Regions from separate parts of the Dromaius novaehollandiae genome. Here region 1 is linked to region 2. A link is a contact called in public Hi-C data. All regions are on one chromosome and are shown on one strand. Each heading gives the region's core, a stretch centred on a gene start, on an enhancer-like site or on the middle of the called end of the contact. The rest is flanking DNA. Distances are from core to core; before and after follow the strand shown. Region 1 has its middle 9.2 kb from the start of PLCG2. Region 2 holds the start of CMIP (c-Maf inducing protein).

Region 1 (4,865 bases), core at 273-2,772, 160 kb before region 2:
CTCAAAGCATCCTCAAGAGTCACAGAAGTGTCACTGTGCAAAACAACTCAGTTTGAACTGGAAAAACTCAAGAAAACAGTGATCTTCCCTTCTCCCTTACTATGAGCAGGTCTGTGTTGCCTTTCACTTGTGCTGACACAGCATCTGCACAGACACGCAGTGAGCCAACGCAGGAATTAATCCAGATTAACACCAAACATTTTTTGCTTGTCTGGAATCATGGAAAGAGGGCTGACTTTCTTCTGCCTTGTACTTTATGCAATTATGCAATTACAGTAGTTTTTAGCTCTCAAAATCTTGATTTTCTCAGTTTCTCATAGTGATTTCCAGTTCTTACCCTTCAAGTCATCTATGCGTGCCACTTACTGCTTGATAATATCTTTCTAGATAGTTTACGACAGTGCTGGATTAAAGATCAAGTTAGCTCAGTTGTTTTAGTCTGTCAGCTTGACTGTCTCCCAGAGATGGGAGAGTTTAGCAGCTTATCTTTTCAAATCTGCTTTTGCACATGTGACCTATATTTGAATGTGGCAGCTAACCCATGATGCGGTGGGTTTAGTGCTTTGCATACTAGCCATTACGTTACTAGCCATTTTATAACAAACTTTTTCTGGTGTCTATAATTGCTACAGCATGCCCACACTTGTACACCACGCTGCAAATATTATCATGGGATTTAGCAGCGGGCAGGTGAATGGCAAGGAAAATCTTGTACTAAAATTAAGCTAAAGCAATAAAAGCAAAGGATTACTGAGTTACAGCTAGAAATGGATGAAGTGTACTGAGAGATGTTTGCATGTACTTTACTACCTTCAGAGAACCGGAGCTTCTCCCAGTTGAGAAGCAGGCTGAATTCTGATCTATAATTCTGATCTATAATTTGATACTTTTATAAAATACAATGTTTACTGGCAACAGCAGGAAGAAGAACCTAACGCAAACAAATTTTTCACTATTACCATTAGGCTTGAATACTCTTTTTTTTTAATATCCATCCAAAGCAGAGCTGGAGGCTGTGTTTTGCTTGCAGGATGAGTAATATTTTTCCAGGTAATGGGCTCTTGGGAGGCCTAACTGATTAGCATTTTGATAACCTTAGATGGAGGGCATTACTGAAGAGCAAAATGGTGTTATAAAAAGAAATACTTACCAAAGAGGAGAACAGGACCCAGTGCATGGGAAAGCACAGCTTGATAAGTTGGTTTATTAAGTATAATTTTAAGACCTTTCCCGCAGAGTTTGTTGAAAGGTCAGATTTTTTACTGCACGTGGCTTTGAACGTGCAGAAGTTCAGCGGTGATCAATTTGCAGTATTACTACTGTGCAAAGCTTACCTTTGAGGGATCCATCTGCACTTGCCAAGCTGCCTGTAAACCTGTATTAAAAGTCACAAATGAAAGAAAGACGTCATATTCAAAGCATGCCTTTGAATTTCTCCAAAAAGGCCCATTTTACTACTTGTGCCACGGGAGGGCAGCAGAGCCTGCGAGTCGGGGAGCAGTTCGCCCTGTGCAGCTCCAGCGAGGAGGCTCCCCGGCCCCGCGGACGCAGGCCCTGCAGCCGGTGCCGAGCTGCCTTCTCCCGCCTTGGCTGCAGGCTGGGCAGCAACAGCTTTCCAGTCCTTGCTTGAGCCATCGATGCATTTTATGGGAGGAAAAAAAAAATGGGAGCCCCCAACATACCCAGGGTGGCGGGGCCATGCTCTGGCATGAAGCAGGGTGCTCACCGCTACAGAAGCGGCAAACCACGGCATGGCCTTGGCGTCCCTGGCTGCCGGAGAAACCGGCAACGGGATGGCCACAGTCTGCGCTAAATACCCCGCAGGGCTGTGGGAGCTGTGAGGAAGCAGAGCCTGTGTCCAGAGAACGAGATGGCTAAATATTCTGAACTGAGGCCACAATGTTTTAAATTTTCGGTTAAGTTCTGATGGAAACAGCAAGAAGCAAACACACCATCAGGCTCTTCCTCAACCCAGAAATTTCAGGTTCCTGATCCAAAATGTGCTACTGCTAAAGCAGCTGAAAATGAAAATAATGTTTGAAAGCCTGTTTTAGCACAGATGCACATTTATTTCCTTCTTATCTTGTTTCCTGAAGTATTTTAGTGGAAAGTTGCTCTAAAGCAGACATTGGGCCTGAAAATTTGCAGCCTCCTAATTATTTGTAAATAATTTCTGATAAACACATGAAAATATGGTATGATACTGGGAGGCACTGGATAGCCTTTACCGTGGGAAACTCTACCCACCTCACCTATAAGGGACACAGGGGAAATGATTTAGTGCGTCCAAAGGCTGCATGAGGTTTCTGGGCCTCGTACAGAAAAAGTGCAACACTCAGGTTTCAGCTGCACCTGAACACCGATTTTCTGTCTCTGTCTCTGTCATGTAAAGGGAGAAGAGAATCAGTTGAGAGTCTGTTTAATTTGGTGACACTCAGCAATTATTTTGCAAAGAAGGAAACAGTGTCATTCATCATCCCGTTAAGCCCATGAGGCTAAACCACAGCTGTAATTCTTCCCTTGCACATCTGTGTTGCTGCCATGAGGTGGAGCACTGGACCAGATGCCGACCGCTATCAAATGACTACCAAGAGCTTTTTAGCTTTCTTCCACTTTAGCCAGTTTGATCCGAAGCTTTAGTCCAAGGTCAGCTGATTGCTGAAAAGCAGTGATAAATCAAGCAGAAAGCGCTGATTATAATACTGCACATTATTGATTGTGTACCATGGGTGATACTCAGGAAAGGGTTATCTGTTTCCACCAGTCACTAGGTAACAGGGTCGCCTCAAGATGCAGTCAGCCAGCGAGAACAGATCCGGTGAGATAATGTTTTGATTTTCTGTTTCAGTGGCTGTGTTGTGTCGTCCTGATGCTCCTTGGAAAGACAAGTTTTTTCTGCGACTTAAAGAAGGCTCTGCTGGACTGTACAAGTCTAGACAGGTAATTGCAACACGAAGAGCTGGCTACAGGTACTTTTCCCTAAGCTGCCACTCAACCCTGTAATCATATTTTTCCCTATGCAATGAATTTTTCAGCTTTTCCTGTAAGATTTCAGTGGGCTTCCTTTTAGCTCTCTGCCCAGGCTTCCTTGCCAAACTACATCCCCAATGTACCCCCGTGTTTGGCTGGCTGCTGGGGGATATTGCGTTGCTTCACCAGAGGAAGATGACAAGTGCATCGGGAAGCCAAGCCTATTTGAGAAAATGATGGGGCAAAGCATCAGAACAAAAGTCCCCTGGGTATGATAGCAGCACAAGCAAAGACGGGTGGATATTTTAGGCTGCTCAAAATCAAGCACTGTGCTTCGGTTTCCAAACTTCTGTTTGGACCATTCGACCTTGCAATGGATTTGCTTTTCCTGTTATAAGTTTCTCAAAGGAAAACTGGAAAACTGCAAGATTTTAATTTTCCAGGAACAACATTTTCCTTTTAAAAATGGACACCTTGGGAAAATTCCCAAGAAGTTCTGAACAATAAGGCCATAAAACTGACAAGTAAACCTGTGATTATATGCCCTTCAGTGCCTGTGGTGTATCAAAGCTATAAATCCCATCTGTTACATGCATGGATGGCTATTGAACATCCTGATAAGAGAGGTGTGATTTGTCTGTAAATATATCATACAATAATGTTTTTTAATATTTGGTGTAATAAAGCCTCCTCCTGCAAATATTGTCATTGGTTCCCTCACTGATATGTGACTTTCTGTTGGCAAATCTTTCACAGTAAGGTTATAATAACATCACTCTTTGGCATCTCTGCCAGATACTCAACTCTTTATTTTCTGTTCTGTCATATAAGCCGAGTAATTTATACGCCTGCTCGATACAAAAGGTGGTTATTATATGTTTGAAGAAAGAGATTTGACAATACCTGCCTTGTAAGAAATACCGAGTAAGAAGAACAGTGTAAAGGCAATGGAAAATGCTGTAAATCAGAAGGTGACAAGGCAGTTTTCGGATGGAAGATTGGAACATTGTTAAGGGTTCCACAAACATGCTGAATTATAGACAAAAATCCTCCTTCTAGCATTTGCCCCCTGTTGTTGCAGTCCTTTTATGGGCATAAATCCCACTGAAGTCAAATCATGTCTATAAACTAAATTCCAAAATTAATCCATAAGTAGAATCTGTCATGGAAATGCATATTATTAGTTTGATTTGTGCAAGATGTATAGATATGATTTCAAATAAAAGCAACATTATGGAAAAAATTACGTCAATTGCCATTTTGTCTGAATAAGGACTGCACAGTATGAACACACTCCCAAAATAACACATCTGCAGTGATCTAAGCTAAGCTTAGCTAACATTTCCCTGCACTGTATTTTTACACAGGTAATTTTGTGCGAATGCTTAACCGCAGCTCTAAAATGACATCAATCCCCAAACTGAGAAATGCGTACAGTGAGAGCGCCCAGAGGAAAGAGCAAGACTGGAACTTGGCCTGGTATCAGCACCGCTCTTGAATCCATGCAGAGATGCGAGTAGATGTGTTTTAGCTGATGGAATAGAAACACTTCGCAGTTAGCAATTGCCCAGGAAATGTGCCAGCACGGTTCTACCTACTAGCACAGAGGCAGGCAGCTGGACACAGCTTGGCCAGCTTAAATAAAGCGACCCTGGCAGGTGACAGAAAGCCCGTTTGGGTCTGGGACCGCGCGGCAGGGCAGCTGCCGGCGAGCCGCAGGAAGTCTGCTTCTCGGGTGTGCTTTCCCGCGCGTGGCCAGGGCTGGCGAGCCCCAGCCCAGCAGGCAGGAATCGTACCACAAAATATCGGAGGTGGTAAGCTGGGTGCTGAGAGCTGGCTGAACGTGGGGACTGCCTTAATGCTCCTGAACGAGGCAAAGGAGCGTGCGTGGGAAA
Region 2 (5,476 bases), core at 2,174-4,673:
ATGATGTGAAGATTAATTAGTGGCTGTTCATAAAGCACCCTGGTTGTAGAAAGCACTACATATAAAAATGACTTTGTTATCAGAGCTACTGAATTCTCCCAGTGCTCATACTTTCAATGGAACATATGGATATTTTTCTACAGCTCTTGAAAAGCAAGCTAGTTATATTTAAATATCTACCAAGGTTTTCAGGAGTTTTTGGCATTGTGTCCATCTCCCACTTAGGATTTTTTTAACTACTGTATATTCTGCTTAAATCACACCTTCTCAGCTCCAAGAGAGGGTAAAAGCTAGGTATCTTACATCTGATGCGAAAGATAACAGCTTAACATAGCCACACATTCAGGCAACAAGTGAACGTGGATCTTATCCTTGTCCCCTAGTTACTCTCTGGAAATCAAAGACAGTACTTGAAATAATAAAGAACAGATATTTCTGTGAACAATCATATTTACTTGGTGAGTTAGCACTGGAAAAAAAAGATAAGGTGCAAGACCAAGCACGAAGAGCACTGCTCAAAAAAATGGAGCCTACAGCGGTACATACAGTGCTCTGGTATCTTCTTGCCACTTACATACCCAAAATAATGAGGAATGAAAGCACATCACATTTTAATTAAAGCACTACCATATAGGACTCCAGAAATTTTTTTGAGAATGTTTCTTTGATGACAGCTTTGCCAGACAGCAGACTTTAACGTCTCCTGTACAAATACAACTTCATGTCTAGTATTGGTACATTACAGAGATTAATGTCTGTAGCATAATCCTGCTTCTCTCTACCAGTATCTTCTTCCTCTTTTCAGAAGTAATCAGCTATGGCTACTGCCAGGAAAATGCCTCATTTCCACTGATACTCAACTTCCCCTTTGCACTGATGGTATCTTAACAGAACCAAGAACTGCAAAAACTACTTGTGCTCATGTCTTTTCAGGTACTCTCCAGCAACACTCCATTGACTCGTCCTCCTCCCTTTTTACAGCAGTTCCTTCAAAGAAGAAAGAAAAATATTCCCCTGGAAACATCCTCAACAGTACAGTGGAAACAGGAGGTGAAGGTCTCACTGTGACAGTTTTGCAGGCACAAAAGAAGAACTCTGTGAGAACAGGCAGCTGGCCTACCTGAAGGTTAAAGCAGCTCGCATTGAAAACCTGCTTTGAATAGGCTGTAGCAGAGTATGATGCAGAAAAGACACTTACACATATTATGTGTCTCTATATCAAAGTGTAAAACAAACAAACGAAAAAAAAACAGCCTCCGAGCACATCACAGCCTGGCTGAAACCCATTTAAATCCACCATTAATTGAAACCTACATAAAAGCCAATTCGCCCTCTCATGTCATGAGCGTCCTATAGGAAGGCCAGAATGAAACCATTCACAAAAATGAGATATTTACATATAAATCAAAAACGAGCGTAACTGAACTGTGTGGTTATAAATTGGTGTAAAACATGTTTTGTGAGCTGTGTTAATTGCTACCAGACTAAATCTGGGTGTCGTCACATCTCATACTATAAACGTTCCAGTAATATTGCCCACTGAAATTTTAAGTATACATGTAAATATAAATCACATTTTTAAAGACTGCATCTGCCTTTGTACATTTCTTGTAATGTTGATATTACCACCTTACGTTTTTCTCTTGCATTATTTTCCATTAGAAGGAAAAACCCTACAGGAATCTCCATATTTTAAGATCACATTGTCAGTGTCTGGGCAGGATATGCGACCGCCAAATCAGAACCCAAAACAAGGCCTGAACCACAGCACGGTAGTTGCCGTGCAAAACCCAAGCATTTGCTTTCAAATTAAAAGCATCCTCTACCTTCCCCACCTCCAACTTCGCCAATATGTCAGTGCACATATCGCAGACTTCGGTTTCAGAAAGGAACTGCTCAAGCTTAATTTCATGTCAGTCTTGTGTTGCCAGCAGGGAAAGAGGTGGAAAAAAGCAATAAAAAATCATTTGCTCAAAAAAAAAAAAAAAAAAGAAAAAGGCTGTAATTACAAAATCAACCATCGCTAGGATTATAAAGATGAAAAAACAAACCCACACGGCATTTCAGGATTCACCCAAACGCAGCCCCCCCACCCGCACATCCCCCTCCCCACACACACCTCAGGGGGAGGGACACGCTTGGGGAGCGCTCACGAGCGGCAGCCCGGCACAAATTGCCACAGAGAGCCCGCATTTCCCTCCGAGTTGTCCTCCCGCACACGCGGCCGCCCCGCGCCGGCCGCCGCTGCCCCTCAGCGCCAACGGCCGCGCGCGGCACAACCAACGGCCGCCGGCGGCCCCTCAGCGCCAACGGCCGCGGCGGCCGGGCCCCCACCGTCGCCGGGCCCGGTGCTTACCGTGGCCGAGGCGACGCTGTTGTCCGCCAGGGTCAAGTGGTGCGGCTCCCACCGCCGCAGGAACTTGGAGGTGAGGATCTTGCTGAGAAATGTCCGGGGGTGCCGGATGACGCACACCTGGATGTCCCCCTCCTGCAGCAGCTTGTACCTCATGCCGTTGCAGTGGAGCAGCGCTCGCCGGCACGGAGCAGCACCCATTTTATTCCCCTCCGTCGCAGACATTTCACCCAGCAATGGCTTGCTCTCCTCTATCTGTCTGTGATCGCTGCCCCCACCAGAGCTGCCGTTAAAATCCATAGCAGCCTGCGGGTCTGTATCTTGCTTAGCGCTAGCCGCCTCGAAGAGGAAGGTTTCTATAGGTAGGAGAGCTAGCTAGATAGATAGGTATTTTAAAAAAAATAAAATCCAACCCCACACAGCAGATTAAAAAACGCTGAAGGAAAAAAAACTGTCAAGGAAGATGGGGGAAGGGATTCAGCCACAAGGGGAAAAAAAAGAAAAAATAAAAGAAAAAAGGGGAGGGGGGAAAGGGAAGCGATAAAAAAGATCCTTATTCAAACTTCAAAATCTGCCCTCCGGCGGGCGCCCCGCTCCGCTCTGCCCGGCTCCTCCGGCGGCTCTCAGAGCGCCACATCCATGCTGCCGGGCGGCTGCCCGCGGAGCGGAGCGGAGGGTGGGCTGGCGGCGGGGGCAGCAGACAAAAGCCGGCGGCGGGGGCTCCTGGCGGCGGCGGCGGGGGCTGCGGGGCGTCCGGCCGCGGCTCCTTCCTTCCCCCCGGGGCGTGTGCGCGAGTGCGTGCGGCGGCGGGCGCGTGTGTGCATGTATGTGGGTGCGTGTGTGCGCCGCTGTGTGCCTGCGTGGGGACGGGGGCGCGCGTGGGGTGTGTGTGTGTCCGTGTGTGTGTGTGTGTGTGTGTGTGTGTGCGCGCGCGCGTATGTGTGTGTGTGTGTGAGTGCGTGTGTGAGTGTGTGTCCGTGCGCGCCGCTGCCGCGGGAGGAGGAGGAGGAGGAGGAGGAGGCGCGCGGAGAGAGCGCTGCCGAGAGACTCTCGCCGGCGCGGCTCCGGCCTCACGCGATTGGCTCCGGCGGGGTCACGTGCCGCCCTCCCTGACGTCAATGGCCGCGGAGCCGCCGAGGGCAGCGGCGGCGGCGTGAGGTGCGCGGGAAGCGCCGCGGCCCCCGGCCGTTGGGCGGCTCAGCCTGCCCCTCCCCCCCCGCCCGTCTCCTCACGGCTGCGGTGTCGTCGCGCGGTGGTCGTCGCCGTCCCGGGGAGGGAGGCTGAGGCCGAGGCCGGCGGGGCCGCGGGGGGCTGGGGGCAGCGCGGCCCCCGGCGCGCAGGAGGCCGGGGGGAGCCGCCCGGAGGTGTGCGCGCACCTGCGCACCCGCGCAGGCCGCCCGCTCCCTGCCTGCCTCGGTGCGCGCCGTGAGGGGAGCCGCCGCGCGGCGCGGGCTGGGGGGTCTCTTGGAGAACGGGCGGGGGGAAAGGCGATTTTTGGCTCGGTGAATCTCCCTTTGGCGTGGCCCCCGCGGCGGGAAGTGGCCGCCTCGCCCTGGCGGCTGCGGGAGGCGGGCAGCCCCGAGCTGACGGCGCCTCACGGGCTGAGTTTTGAGCATCTTCGGTGTGCGGTGGCTCTTGTGCAACCATTGCTGAGAACAGCAATAAAGCTCCCAACCCGCCACTCGCTGCAGCCCCGGTGGTGTTCCCCTCCCTCCGGCTTTGGGAAAGTACGGGGAGCTGAAACGCTGCCCTGGAGCACCCGTCGGTGCGAGGGTCCCGGACGAGCGGGGGCACCTAGGCAGTACTGCAAGGAGCAGGGGGTTGAATATCCTCCAGTAATCCAAGAGGCAGAACAGTTATTTAAGAAAAACAACAAAAAAAGCTCCCTTTAAGACCTTTAAACTGTTTAACAGCTCTGTAATGCTGTGTGCAATATGGATGCCATACAGAGAGAGATGATAAAATTTATCCACATTTTTTCTTTTTTTTTCCCTCCCTCAGCTGGCAAAGGTAGTAATGGAACTCAGATCTCATTTCCAATTTCCTGATTTGAACAAGCAGGTTAGGACCAAAAAAAAAAAACTACATTGTATAGAATACATGTAGGTGCCATTAAACTGTGGAACTCATTACACTGGCTATTGCTGAGGTCAAGAATTTAGAAGGGATTTACAGGGCTGTTTTACCTGCTGCTAGCAAAATGTTTAGAGAAAGTATAAAACCTCATATTTCAAAGTTTAAACCCAGCTCTAATTTAGGGAGACTGGGAAAGAGATGGTACCCATGACAAGCAGATTATTTCCCAGACTATATCTGCAGCTGAGTCTCTAGCAGCTTCTTTTAGTACAATAGTTCTCAAATGAGAGATCATGATGCTGAGAGAGGTGCCAGCAGTTATGACTGGAGTCATGAGCCTGCCCTACAGAAAATGCTTTCATCTGATATTCATGGTAGTATTTAGAGTCACACGAATTATCTGTTTGAGAGGTGAACTGTCACTGGAAGGGTCTGGGAGTTTTTGTCACAAAACCTTTTGTACTGAGTGCTCGCAAAGAGAATACGTGACTAGATGGACCACAATCCCTGTGACGATGTCCATCACGTGTTAGGTTACAAAGCAGTTGTGCTGAAATAGGCATGCATTTGACAAGAGAATTGCTATTTAAACACTTTCAGGAAGATTTTAGTAACACATCAATTACTTATCAAATTCTATGAATACTTTTGTTGGATGTTAGCATCAAAATTATTTATAAAAACCTAGGAAGTCTGCAGAGTACTCTCAAGTGCCAGTTTATAGTATGATGCACTGAATTACGCAATTTGGCTAAGGTTAGAAGAAATATACTCATTTAATGACATAAATGATACAACCAATGGTAAGAAAAAATTCTTTTGTATAAAGCTCTTTTCAGACTGACGCTATCTCATAGCACTGGTAATTACTTACCTTCTGGTCTTAAGCAAACTGACTGGCCATTATGCACTAACCATCACAAGCAGTTCCCACAAAGCTTTGTATACCATACTACTGCTAGAGATGAATGATACACACATTACACTGAAATAAAATCAGATCTACTCATACCTGTAAATAACGGTGAACCTGCAGTTAAAAAAGAA

What was found. A called contact is a pair of places that touch in the nucleus more often than the background predicts.
Region 1: a Hi-C map of liver shows a contact between it and region 2, with 8 times the contacts expected there. The contact joins the enhancer-like site here to the promoter of CMIP in region 2. A contact is called at or near these places in 3 of 4 Hi-C or Micro-C datasets (brain, liver and ovary).

What each region holds. Positions count from the first base shown.
Region 1 is chr13:20,044,123-20,048,987 of bDroNov1.hap1, reverse strand. No RefSeq gene overlaps it. Among named protein-coding and RNA genes, the nearest start is that of PLCG2, 9.2 kb to the left of the region's middle. Within about 2 kb of position 1,522, at least 1 of the 2 cell types and tissues checked has open chromatin away from gene starts, as enhancers often do.
Region 2 is chr13:19,886,680-19,892,155 of bDroNov1.hap1, reverse strand. CMIP (c-Maf inducing protein) reads right to left here and starts at 3,423. Exons shown (of 21, transcript XM_026092579.2): 1 at 2,357-3,423. The coding sequence starts at 2,653.